Linked DNA regions of Mus musculus: region 1 is linked to region 2. A link is a contact called in public HiChIP or PLAC-seq data. All regions are on one chromosome and are shown on one strand. The core of a region is the stretch at or near the end of the contact, and the rest is flanking DNA. Distances in the headings are between cores, read along the strand shown.

The links. HiChIP or PLAC-seq counts read pairs in DNA pulled down with a chosen protein or histone mark.
Region 1: an H3K4me3 HiChIP or PLAC-seq map of embryonic stem cells shows a contact between it and region 2, with 4 times the contacts expected there. The contact joins the promoter of Gjb5 here to the promoter of Zmym1 in region 2. A contact is called at or near these places in 1 of 39 promoter capture datasets (embryonic stem cells), 6 of 484 Hi-C or Micro-C datasets (all in embryonic stem cells), 7 of 115 datasets of contacts at active chromatin or transcription factors (embryonic stem cells and pancreatic cancer cells) and 2 of 9 other capture datasets (adipose tissue and liver).

Annotation. Positions count from the first base shown.
Region 1 is chr4:127,353,295-127,360,127 of GRCm38.p6, forward strand. It overlaps Gjb5 (gap junction protein, beta 5), which reads right to left and starts at 4,870. Exons shown (of 2, transcript NM_010291.3): 1 at 4,732-4,870; 2 at 1,515-3,079. The coding sequence starts at 3,055. The coding sequence ends at 2,240. Gjb4 (gap junction protein, beta 4) reads right to left here and starts at 787. Exons shown (of 2, transcript NM_008127.4): 1 at 739-787.
Region 2 is chr4:127,059,539-127,066,156 of GRCm38.p6, forward strand. Zmym1 (zinc finger, MYM domain containing 1) reads right to left here and starts at 1,616. Exons shown (of 8, transcript NM_026670.5): 1 at 1,458-1,616; 2 at 1-121.

The sequences.
Region 1 (6,833 bases), core at 3,620-6,119, 300 kb after region 2:
TTTGTATGTGTGTATTATGTGTTTGTGTGTATATGTGTGTTTGTGTGTGTGTGTATGTTGTATGTGTGTGTGTGTGTGTGTGTGTGTGTGTATAAGGGATAAGGAGGAGGCAGGGGCTGGGTACCGGCATGGTCTTTGCCCCACCACTGATCTTTCTTCCCAGGTGCACCCCTCTTCTCTGACTGCCTAATTAGTGGCTGGCTGAGAGTCATGTCTCTCATTTTCATACAGGCCATGTTTGTGTACCCCAGCCTTGTGCTCCCTGGCTCTGGGGTACTTAGGGTGTTCCATCTCAAGCCGTCCTTGTACCATCCCTGACTCAGCTCCTGGTTTCTGCAGCCATGTATCCCTGGGACACGTGCTGAGGCCCCTCTGTCTTCCACTGCAGGGAGCATCACCCATACCTCATTGGCCCAGGCTTCCTTGTTAGCCTGCTGGAGGCTGGAAGGCAAACTGGACGTCTCTGTCTCCTGGGACAAAGCTTTTTGTCAGGCCCAGTGCATTCTCAATGGATCCTAGCTGAACTGAGCTATGGCTTACTCTTTCCCAATCTCTTCTGGATTCTCCTCTGGTCCTCTGTCCTCTGTATAGCACATTTCCTTTCCTCTGTGGAGTTTTCCTAGTGTTCTTTCAGGGTCCCTGCCCACCCCTGGTTCCCTTTGGGAAGCTAAGTCCCCAGCCCTAGGTTTCCCCGGGGACCTCCCCCCACAGCCGTCTCCAGCTGTATTCGGTCCTCACCCTTCTTGGGTCCCCGTGTCCTCACTCTCCGGTGCCGGCTTGTCTGTCTGCCTGAGGCCGTCCTGGAGGCAGCTTTTGTTCCTCACTTACCAGCAGGGTGGGGCTTTCTGAGCCAATGAGCCAAGAGAGAGTGCTGGAGTGGGTAGGCAGGCTGGGCAGAAGGACTTCCCTGGGCACAGTGGCAGAGCAAACACCTGTGGCTCATCTCTTGGGCCCACGCCTTCCTCCTCCTGCCTGTCTGGGTTGGTAGGTATGTGGGTGGGACTGGAGTGATGGAGGCTGGAGTTTGGTATCAAAATGTCCAGGTACAGGATGGTGCTAGTGACACAGATCCTGTTCCTTTCAGCTTGCCATGTGTGTCCCTCTTCCTGTGCCCTGGTTCCCAACTCTCTCTTTTGGCCTCAGGCAACTGGTTCTGAGATCCTTAGCGGCTGGTTTTTATGGAAGGGGATAGCCTTGATTCAGCCTGTGACTTGTGCCACGCTGGTGGGGAATATATATTTTCTGTTTTGGAACCCAGATAAGCCACCTGGATTTTCGAGGCCCACTGCCCTGCTGGAGACAAGGAATGCAGGCTGGTGATTTCAAAGGCTGCTGTTGGCTTGGTGCCAGGCCTGTAACCTTGTTGTGTGCCCTGTGGTCCTAGGCTTCTGCTGGAAATGGCTCTGGAGAAGCTGGAGTGTGGTCCAGCAGGGGCTACAGAGGGGTGCTGGGCTTGCGTCCAGCAGAGACAGTGAAGGTTAATAATGTACACCCAAGGAAGGGCCCCTCTGCTTCACTTCACACAAGCATTTATTATTGAGCACTCCCTAACAGCAGTGATTCACACGTACGTGGCCTTTTTGGCTGGCTAACTCTGGTCGTGCCAGGTACTTGCCATTGCTCACAGTGACCCCCACAGGCAATGCATTAGGAACTCAGCTGAAGTTGTCCGAGTTCTGATGCAGCCACGCTTACTCAGAGTCTGGGTGTTTTCCATCCCAACATACGGTTCTGCCAAACTCCATCATCTCTGCAGACACCCACAGCCCAGACTTCCAGCTGGGACAAAAGGTTAGCTTTGGAACAGCCCTGAGGAAAAGTTAGATACTCCTTTTCTAGAGGAGAGGGAAACCCCTTGACTTCAGGAAGGGTACAAAGGCCAAGACCCAAAGGACACCTTGAATCTGTAAACCCATTTATCTTTATTTAGCTCTCACCCTGGGCCACACAGGAAGGCATTTGCTCATCGGTGCCTTCGTGAAACTCCCCTCCCAGGAGCCCTGCGAAGTGGCCCTCGGTGTGTTTATTTAACAGAAAAGGAAATGGAGGTACAGAGGAGAGGGGTGACTCAGCGAAGGCCAGTCAGCCGGGAGGCACAACTGGATCCCAAAGCTCTGGGAGTCCTCCCTTTTGCTTGCCTCCAATGCCAACTCAGCTCTTCTCCCCATCAGCTACATTCATGAGAGATTCTGGAACCTTCCAGGTCATGCCCACCCTGCCAGTCCAGTCTAGGGACCCTTCACAGAATGGTTTTCTTCACGTGGGCTCGAGGGCGGTCTGGTAACAGAGGCGGGTGAGCGTCCGAGCCCAGAAAGATGAGGTCGCATGAGAGGAAGTCCTTCTCTTTGCTAGGAGAGTTGGCCCAGTTTGGGTCATTCTTTGCATGTGCAGTGGGTGGTCTCCTCAGCTGCGCACACTCAGAACACCGCTTAATCACTAGGTAGATCAGCTCCACAAGGTTAAGCAGGATGCAGATGACGGCCGTGACCACCATGAAGACAATGAAGATGTTTTTCTCGGAGGGCTTGGCAATGAAGCAGTCCACTGTGTTGGGACACGGCTCCGCATGGCACTTGACCATAGAAGGGAGGGTATATCTGGGATAGAATGCGTGGAAGAGGTAGAGGAAGATAATGTCTATGGTGGCCTTGAACGAGAGGCTGAAGACGTATGTCCACCAGAGTCCACCCCGCTTCTTGCCGGGATTCGGGTAAAGGTAACCTTCACCAATCTTTTCCTGGTACTTCTTCTCTCGAGCCTTTCGATAGGCCACATGCATGACCACAAGCAAAGAGGGGCAGGTGACCAGGATGAGCTGCAGAGCCCAGAGGCGCACGTGAGACACGGGGAAGAACTCATCGTAGCAGACATTGGTACAGCCCGGTTGCCTGGTGTTGCAGTCAAAATCCTTCTGGTCGTCTCCCCACACGCGCTCAGCTGTCACCAGGTACACCAGCACACGGAAGACGAAGACCAGAGACAGCCAGATGCGACCAAAGGCTGTGGAGTACTTGTTGACTCCGCTCAGGAGTCCCTCAAAAACACTCCAGTTCATGGTGGACTCAAGGGCTGGCTGCTCCTGCAGGGGAACGAGAATGTCATTTCCCACGTTAGGGGGTGCTCAGCTTGAGAACTTCACAGAGATGTGTCATCACAGGACTAGGCAGTATTATACCCCCATTTTATAGCTCAGAGAAACTGAGGGTTAGAGGTGTATATAAAGGTTACTTGACTATTAAAGGCAGAGCTGGCATGGAGGCACAGGTAGTTAAGTTCGAGCAACCCTGCTCATAAAAGAGGGTGGGTGTTGATGCCAGGAACCAGTCATCCGGAGTCCTCGAGCCTTGGGCTATTCCCCCTCCGACCTCCCCCTCCAAGGGAACCTACTTTCTGTTCTTTGCTGTTAATGTCCAGGCAATTAGGTGCCGCTTACCTGAAGGTGAGACACTAGTAATTAGATGGACTTAGATTAAAGTAGGGAGACACGGTGCTCTTTTTACAAGAGGCTCCCCAGAACAAGCAGGTGGGCCAAGTTTTCCCAAACGGTTGTTTCACGAAACCCCTGGCCCATAGGCAGACAAAGAGATTCTCGAGAGAAAATAATTCTGTGTTCAAGGCAACCTGGCAAGTAGCTGCGTTCATCAAAATTAAGCAGGTCACGTTTCTCACCCATGCTAATAAATGAATTCACTTTGTGACTCCCTCAAAGCAGGATGCAAAGAGGCAGCATTACCAGAGTGCCTCTGACCACAGAGCCCCCTTTCATCTGCACCTAGCTTTGATCATCTTTTGTTGGACAGCTTTGTCAAACACCAGTGTGACACATGCCTTTCTGGTGGGTTCTGCTGGTGAACTTGGTGTGAGTGACTAACTCAGTTTCATTTGTGCAAAAGAGTCCCTGCTTCTCCCAGTAGGAAGCCCTCTCTAACCAATTCCTGGAGGAATGATGGAGGCATACTGGGACCAAGGCATTGTGCACCCCGATGCGCACCCTGCCGCACACTTCAATGTGCTGGCTTGTGTGGAAAGTCACAGTCGATCTGACCTCAGCAGGGTCAGCTGCAAAGCAGGGTCAACTCCCATCGTGCAGTAAGAGGCATTTTCCGAAAACCAGTATTATCCCCTTATAGCATGGGGTATGGTATTTAGCAGCCAGAGAGCTAGTAAGTAACAGAGTCGGGACTCAGACTCAGGCTGGCTGGCTCCAGAGTCCACTCTGCAAACTGTCCAGTTTTGAGTTGGCGCCCTTTCCTCAAGTTTTCGTGAATGGCCTGCTCTCCCATGCGTCTCCCTTTTCTTTCTGATGGAATTTGGGTGAGAGCGTCTAGGGGTGTCTCTATTCCTCACCCCATCTGGCTATATCACTCCCCACTTGGCCACGTGGTGGCCTGGCTTTGAGTCACTGACTTCTCTGTACAGTCCTGTCTCAGGTGGGTGGGGCTGGCAGCGTCCTAGGAACACCCAGGGAGGCCTAGCCCTAACCCCAGGGCTCTGCGGGCTGCTCCAGAATTGGGGCTGTCTGCAGCGGAGCTCCGCCCTACTCAGCCCCTTTCCTTCAGCTCCAGGCCCCCAGTTCCATCACCTTTGCGGGTTGGGGAGAAGAGGAAGAGCCCAGAATACAGGAAGGAGTGCCTCCCTTCATCAGGACACAGGATGGCCCATGCATCCAGGCCACCACCCTCCAACCTCCTCCAGAGAACTCGGTCCGGTTAGGTGTGCTGAGTCCTTTACCTGAGCAGCGACTCCTTAGGGCTCCCTTAGTACCCGCTCCTGGAAGCCAGCAGTTGGGGTTCAGCAAGCATCAGAATTCATGTCAGAATCAGGGAAGGGTTTCTGGTAAAGCTCATTCTTGGGGCAGAGGCTGTTGAGCAGCCCAGGCGTGTCCTGTTGGCCAGGAGGGGTGTGTGTGTGGGAGGAGCTGTGGGCTGCCTAGCCATTGGCTAGGTCCAGGACTCTCAAAGACTGCCTCCGTTGAAGCTCCAGAAAAAAGCCCTAGGGGTTTCCCTCCTTCCAAAGCAAGACTTCAAGCATCTTCTCAAGAGAACCCCCTACACTTTGACCTTTCACCCCCAACCTTGTGTGGGGATGAAACGCTAGCCCTGCCCTCTATAAATTCTTCTTTCCGAATTCTCCCGGGCCAACTCTTTCGAAGAGGGCTTCTAAGGGCTGATGACTGCATTCTCCCTCCCTCCCCTCCTCCCTCTTCCCTCCTCCTCCATTGCCCCTCTCCGCCCTTGTTCTGCAGCTGAAGCCCACACATCGCATGCGCGCAAGTCCTTCATCCCTGTGTGGGGCTCTCACATCCTTGATCTGACCCTCCAGTTACTCTCCAGTCCCTGCATTTGCTTTTGTCTCTTTAGAGACAGCGCAGGTTGGCCTCCAACTCTGGGTGCTCCTGGTTCAGCCTTTTGAGTGCTGAGAATCTCAGCTCGGAGACTCAGTTGTTGCGCATGCCTGGATGAAGCCTATCTGCCACACACCTTCTCTCCTAAGGCACATCACAGTCTTCTGGGGCTCTGGAGACTAGACCGTATCTCAGCACTATGCTCTGGGACATTTTAAGCACCAAAATGATCAAAATCCAAAACCAACCAACCAAACAAACAAATAAACCAGGGAAATGAAGGATGGGGTGTGGCTCAGCGAGTCTGCTAGCAAACTTAAAGCCTTGGGTTGGGTCCCCACCGAGGCAGAAAGGGGGTGTGGTGGTGCATGCCCGTAATTCGAGGGCTTGGAGTTGGGAGACAGGAGGATGAGGATTTCAAGGCCATCTTCTCTATGAAATAAGTCTGAGGCCATCCTGGGCTAAACGAGAGACAGTCACAAAACAAACAACATAAAATGAGACAGACACGTGCAGGGTTTATAGAAGGAGAGCTGCAGGAAGGCAGGCGTGGCTCTCTTGGCTTCAGCCCTGGAAGCGCTGGGCAGCTCTGTATGAACGGCCACCATCGCGCCCAGAGTGGAGATTTTTGTGTTACACACATGTTCTAATGAGCCTGTGAATTCTATGGAATTTGTGACCAAACCTATGTGTGAACCCCCCTCCCCCACCCCCATCTTCCAATGGAGAGGAAAGGCTGGTTGGAACCAGTCCCCGCAGTGGTTTATGGGTGCACGTGTTACATTTGGGGGCACACTAAGCAACTGTGGTACTTTTGGTGGGTTCTGTTTGGGTGGTGGCAAGGGGTCTTTGGGTTTTCTAGAGGGACAAGTGGGGAAAGAGGTGGAAGGTCCCCTGTAGAGGGTCATGGTGCTGGGGAGTTCAGCAGGAGGCTTCCTGCCCAATGGAAGACACCAGCAGGAGACACCGCATCACAGGACTGGGGCCAGGCAGGGGTCTCAGGAGCAACAGTGCTTTAGGGAGCCAGTAGAGAGAGAGGCACCCATGGAGAGGGAGCTGGATAGAGAATCAGGGCCAGGAGGGGCGGGGCGAAGGCTATGAAGGGGAAGGCAAGGAACGGGGAGCGCCACAGGACGCTCTTGGACTTGCACCAGGGTGATTTCAATCGTGGGGTGGGTACAGAAACTGGAGGGTGTGGGTCGAGAAGGCACTGTTGCTCCCATTTCTTGGTGCTTACAAGGAGAGGAGACAGGCAGGGCTCCAGGTGGAGGGGTGGGCCAAAGGGAGTGTGAGGTTTGTGCTTTCAGGAGAGATGGAGAGATCTGCAGCTGAGAGGAGGAGTCAGAGTGAGGCTAGTGACTTGCACCTGGTCTTGCCTCACAGCCCCCATCATCTCCTTCCCCACAGGCCCTTTCTGGACCTAATTTTCTGGCTTCACCACTTTTAGCACGTACTCCTGGCTCAGGTGGCCCTGGTCTTCCTGCTGGGT
Region 2 (6,618 bases), core at 366-2,865:
TAAGGGCACTTTGTTGCTCTTACAGAGGACCTGGGTTCAGTTCCCAGCACCTGTAACTCCAGTTTCAAGAGATTTAACCCCAGCTTCTGGCCTCCTCCAGCTCTTGAATACATGTGGTGTGCTGAAATTCACATAGACGCATACACATATAATTAAGTAAAAGTTCTAACAGTTACATTAATTACCACTGGAAGTGTGCATGCTTGTAAGGGACTGTACTCATGATGCATGGCATGTGTGGAGAAGTCAGTCTTGGCCATTAATCTCAGGCTGGCAGGCTTGACTGCAAACACCTTTACTCACCAAGCCATTTTTCCGGGTTCTCAACATAGGAATTTTAAGTTGCATTTATTTATTTGTTTCGGGGTGGTAGAAACACACATATCAAGACAACCTATGGTAGTTCATTCTCTCCTCATACCATGTAGGGCCTGGCGATCAAACAGGTTATCGGATTTGGGGGCAAGAATCTTTACCCTCTGAGCCATCTCACTTGCCCTTTTCTTCTTCACAGAGTCTCCTTACATTTCAAAAAAAAAAAAAAAAAAATCCCAAAATAGGAGAGCTTGGAAGTCAGAGGAAGAAAGATCAGGAGTTCAAGGTAACTGTGAGCAACATGATAGCCAGTTTCAACCATCCCCAGAGCCAAAACAAACAAACAAACAAACAAACAAACAAATGTACAGTAATCTCTTACTATTGGTATGAGTTACCAGCAATGAACCACAGTCCAAATATGTTACTTGGGGGGCTGGCGAGATGGCTCAGTGGTTAAGAGCGCCGACTGCTCTTCCAAAGGTCCTGAGTTCAAATCCCAGCAACCACATGGTGGCTCACAACCATCCATAACGAAATCTGATGCCCTCTTATGGAGTATCTAAGGACAGCTACAGTGTACTTACATATAATAAATCTTAAAAAAAGAAAAGTTCCTTGGAAATATTTGGAAGTAACAATGTAACAAGTAACAATGTTCAAGGTCCTCTAACTAGCACTGTAGACTAAGAGATCCAATGGCCTCTGCCTCCCTGCCAGGATTAGAAAAATGGGCAGCCACCGCCAGCGCTAACCTGCAAATTTCACTCACAGAACTCTACAGATAAAACTATTTGCTTCTATCTCTCTCCAGCCCGATGTTTTTGTTTTTTGAATCCAGGTCTCATTAAGTAGCACTGATTGGCCTAGAACAGACTTTATAGAACAGCCTGGCTTCGAACTCAGAGAACCCCCTGCCACTCGTGTGATGGGATTAAAGGCAAGGGCCAACACACCCAATCTGTTTATGTCTGAAAAATACACTGCTTAATGGAAAGAGAGCCACAGGTGTAACGGAAGGCAGTTACAGAAAGAAGCCGCAAGAGACCAAACGCACCAAGCTCAGTCACCGCACAGAGGCCAGGACGCTAAGAAGCCTGGAGGCCGGGGGCACGACTCTCCTGACACTGTGGTCTTCCTACCTGTCGCGTCACCCTCCTCAGGACGGGAGAAATGCCGCCTCTCTCTGGAAAAGCGGGCCTGAGCGGCTCCACGAGGATGGCTGATCTGTCTCCAACTCAGCGGCGGGAAGCGCCCACTCGCATTTTGCCGTGCAAACAACCCCGCCGGCTCCGCCCCTCTCCCGGAGGCCTTTGCGGCTGAGCATGCGCACCGCGGTCCGCCTGGGGCGCGGAGGCGGGGGATGGACTAAGCAGGAGAGGTTGACGGGGCGGGTCAGGGGGGTTTAGTTTTAGGCTATCCTTAATGTCACCTTAGCTGCCCGTTTTTCGTTTTTTGTTTTGTTTTGTTTTTTGTTTTTTTTTGTTTTAAGACAGGGTCTCACTTATGTACCCCTGACTGTCCCGGAACTCACTATGCAGACCAAGCTGGTCTTGAACTTAGAGAGGTTCTCCTGACTCTGCCTCCCTAGTTCTGGTATTAAGGGAATATGTCATCACATGGGCATATTTGGGTCCTTAAAGGCAGGAGTGAGGGGGCACAGGCCTGTAAGATGAAGGTGTGTGGTTAAAAATTCAAAACCAACCTTATTTTACAAACGGAACAACAAAAGCTGGGGGATTGAGACAGAGCAACGAGATGACAGAGCCTATTAAGGAGTTTACCGCAAAGTCTGACTAGCAGGGTTCTGTCACTGGAATCCATTTAGTGGAAGAAGAGAACAGATACCTGCAAATTGCTCCTTGACCTCCGCAATGTGCACATAAACACAATAAATACATACATGCATACATAAATAAAATTAAGGGCTAATGCAACATTAGTGACTCAGATGTTGAGTTACAACTTTAAAAACATGGTTGTAAATAGTCTCAGAAAAAGAGGAATGAAAAAGTAGGGACAGATGGGTATAGCTAAAGAATTAAGGAGGGAGCAGATCATTTTGATTATTTCTAAGTTTTTTTGTTTTTTTTTTTTGGTTTTTCGAGATAGGGTTTCTCTATAGCCTTGACTGTCTTGGAACTCACTTTGTAGACCAGGCTGGCCTCGAACTCAGAAATCCACCTGCCTCTGCCTCCGGAGTGCTAGGATTAAAGGCGTGTGCCACCACGCCCGGCTTCTAAGTCTTAATAGTAAAGAAAAATATAAAGTTTAATGATCTATTCATCTTGTCTTTGACCATAACTTCCATCTATCTTTTCTCTCTCTTTCTTTCTTTCTTTCTTTCTTTCTTTCTTTCTTTCTTTCTTTCTTTCTTTCTCTCTCTCTCTCTCTCTCTCTCTCTCTCTCTCTCTCTTTCCTTCCTTCCTTCCTTTCTTTTCTTTTCTTTTTTTTTTTTTGAGACACTGTTTCTCTGTGTATCCCTGGTTGTCCTGGAACTCACTCTATAGACCAGGCTGGCCTCAAATTCAGAGATTCTCTGCCCTCCAAGACTGGCTCTCACCTCTTCCTTCCTTCCTTCCTTCCTTCCTTCCTTCCTTCCTTCCTTCCTCCCTCCCTCCCTTCCTTCCTTTGAGACAGAATCTCACTGTGTAGACAGGCCTAGAGCTCAGAGAGATTTGCCTGTTTCTGCCTTCTGAGAGCTTGGAATTAAAGGTATGTAGGAATTAAAGGTATGTACCACCATAGCCTTCACTTGCTCTACGCACTCTCCTCTCTCCCCCTCCCCCCTTCTCTCTCTCTCTCTCTTTTTTGTTTTTCGAGTCAGGATTTCTCTGTGTAGCCCTGGCTGTCCTGGAACTCACTCTGTAGACCAGGCTGGCCTTGAACTCAGAAATCCGCCTGCCTCTGCCTCCCTAATGCTGGGATTAAAGATGGGCACCACCACTCGCCGGCTTGTTTTGTTTTTTAAATGCTGGAGAGTCCTGTAAATAATCCAAATCAAAGTCATTGGTTCACCATGTTAAACTTTGGTGGCATCGGTACTTTGGTCTGTCATGGGTTCCCTTTCTGGGGTGAGAAGATGTGTGTGTTTTGTTTCCCCAGGAAAAGTTTTGTCACATGACAGCATCTTTTCCATTTCCCAAGACAAGTAGCTTTCTCAGTAGGGTTTATGAGCTCCCCAGTCCCAGGCTTTTAGGGTATTTTCAGGACCTGATGTAAGTTCTTTTCTGCAGAGTAGAGATCAAATCCAATCAGAAACATAGTTAACCCCATAACAGACTTGCTATCATGGTGGACTCATCTTCCCTGGCTGGTGGATTGGCCAAGCCCACTCAGTCAGTCAACAGGTTCTCCATCGGGGGAGTGAGGATTAAAAGGAAAAAAGACAGTTAGACAACATTGTAGCGTGACCCCAGTCAATTCTGAGACTGTAGGCAAATTTTTATTTTCCAACCCACTTTTTATACCACTTTAATTACATGCAAGTATTTTGGGCAAGCGATTCAATAAGGAACAAAACAGCTGTAAGATATATATATATAGAGAGAGAGAGAGCCCTGGCTGTCCTGGAACTCACTCTGTAGATCAGGCTGGCCTCGAACTCAGAAATCCTCCTGCCTCTGCCTCCCTCTGAAAAAGGGCTTATCTTAATGACCGAAATACTTGAGCCCACTTCCTCCTCCAAGCCCAAAAATCTTGTCTGAGGACTAGTTCCACCCTAAGTTTACAATTCCTGCCTTATCCTACTTCCCTATCACAGCCTAAAGTTAGTTTCTTGTCTTATCTTGCCCTGATAGAACCTAGTGGGGAAACCCACACTCAATTCCTGATTCGGCGTGCACCCAAAAAATCACGAAGGACCATCTTGATGTAATTACATGAGGTCGTTTAATTACAGAGCTCCGGACCGACATGCATCCCACACAGGAGATAACGGATGTCAGCCACAAGGCTCAGAAGCTAGGGGTTTTTATGGGGTAAGGGGCTTAGGGGTGTGGAATTCAGCATAGCGACACACTATTGGCTTATTCAAACATCAGCAGAAAAATTACATGTATGTGCAGGGTGTCAGAGTTCTGTGAGTTGTTGACTCAGTTCAGATAGCCCTGTTATGTCCTCACATTCCTCCTTATCTTATGGTCAAGCTGTTCCCAGGAATGTTTTAACTACGGGGCATACCCAGGTTTGATTTTCTTTTTTTCTCAGCCCCAGGCAGCCTCTAGGCTCACAAACAACCAGCAATTTCTGAGTACTTTATATGACTTACAGGTCTTGAAATTTCATCTTTCTTTCAGCCCTAAAGTCAAATTCCTGCCTGAAGCTCACTTCTTTGTCCTTAGCCAATGTCAGACTCCTCCCAAGCGGTACCCCCTAAGGCTTTCCACAGTAGATATTGTTTTACATTGGATTTACATCTTAGAAGGCTGTTGTTAGAAACTCTTTGAAAACTGCATAGAACTTTCCAACCCTGGAGGCCAAACTAGTAAGGAGGAAGCTCCCAGTCCAGTTCCAACTTGATTTTTTGTTTGTTTCTTTTTTTTTTATGTTTATAGGAACTTTATTCATAATTGTCTAAATATGGAAGCCAACAAGCTGTTCTTTTTTTTTTTTTTAATTAGGTATTTTCCTCGTTTACATTTTCATTGCTATCCCAAAGGTCCCCCATACCCACCCCCCCAATCCCCTACCCACCCACTCCCCCTTTTTGGCCCTGGTGTTCCCCTGTACTGGGGCATATAAAGTTTGCAAGTCCAATGGGCCTCTCTTTGCAGTGATGGCCCACTAGGCCATCTTTTGATACATATGCAGCTAAAGACAAGAGCTCCCGGGTACTGGTTAGTTCATATTGTTGTTCCACCTATAGGGTTGCAGTTCCCTTTAGCTCCTTGGGTACTTTCTCTAGCTCCTCCATTGGGAGCCCTGTGATCCATCCATTAGCTGACTGTGATCATACATTTCTGTGTTTGCTAGGCCCCGGCCTAGTCTCACAAGAGAGAGCTATATCTGGGTCCTTTCAGCAAAATCTTGCTAGTGTATGCAATGGTGTCAGCATTTGGAAGCTGATTATGGGATGGATCCCTGCATATGGCAATCACTAGATGGTCCATCCTTTTGTCACAGCTCCAAATTTTGTCTCTGTAACTCCTTCCATGGGTGTTTTGTTCCCATTTCTAAGAAAGGGTAAAGTGTCCACACTTTGGTCTTCGTTCTTCTTGAATTTCATGCGTTTGGCAAGTTGTATCTTATATCTTGGGTATCCTAAGTTTCTGGGCTAATATCCACTTATCAGTGAGTACATATTGTGCGAGTTCCTTTGTGATTGGGTTACTTCACTCAGGATGATGCCCTCCAGGTCCATCCATTTGCCTAGGAATTTCATAAATTCATTTTTTTAATAGCCGAGTAGTATTCCATTGAGTAAATGTACCACATTTATTGTACTTCTGTAGCCTCTTAAGTAACATGGTCTTACTGTTCTGTCTTGGCAGGCAACTACTAGCAGTGGCAGTTACCTGTATGGCTTGGGGGACCTCAGGAAGCTCTCTGGCCAACAATTCATCGGGAGGTAGCTCACTCCGAGCAATGGGATTTTCATTTAGTGACCTAAGGCTTCTGGAATCAGCTTTCTACTTACACAGGTTATATCTGTTAGGAGTACAAAGGTCCTTATGTTCACAGATAGCTCAAGGGAAGCCAAGAATGTTAAACATGTAGGATTGTCTTTTTATAAGAAAAGCTATTTAACCTGTTTTCCTGTTGGTCTGTACTATCTGAAGGGCCAGGCCATACCAAACTCCCTTAAGCAGGACCAGAGATGACAACAGTCTAGGTGACATTTTCACCATTTGTATAGCCAGGGGCTCCCCCAAGACCCCCAACAAGGACCAGAGGTGGCTAAAAGCCCAAATGACATCTATGCTGTCTGTCTTACTGAGACCACACCAGATCGTTCCCTAGGACCTTAAGATAATACATGTAGCCTCATCTATAGAACCCATCTTCTTGGAAGAAGTGACATATACTTTAGTTGAGTTTTGTTGGAATTATGACTCCTTGTGCCTAGAAGCCCTGGAGAACCACTGCTTTCTGACTTACTCTCTATGGGGTGCTCAGTCAGCTTTTTGATGCAACTCAGGACCACATAGGTGGTAAGGGTGCTTGGCACCACCCTCTGTGGGTTGGGCCTACCCACATCAATCAAGAAAATTCCGGGGGCTTGGAGAGATGGCTCAGTGGTTAAAAGCACCAACTGCTCCTCAGAAGGTCCTGAGTTCAAGTCCCAGCAACCACATGGTGGCT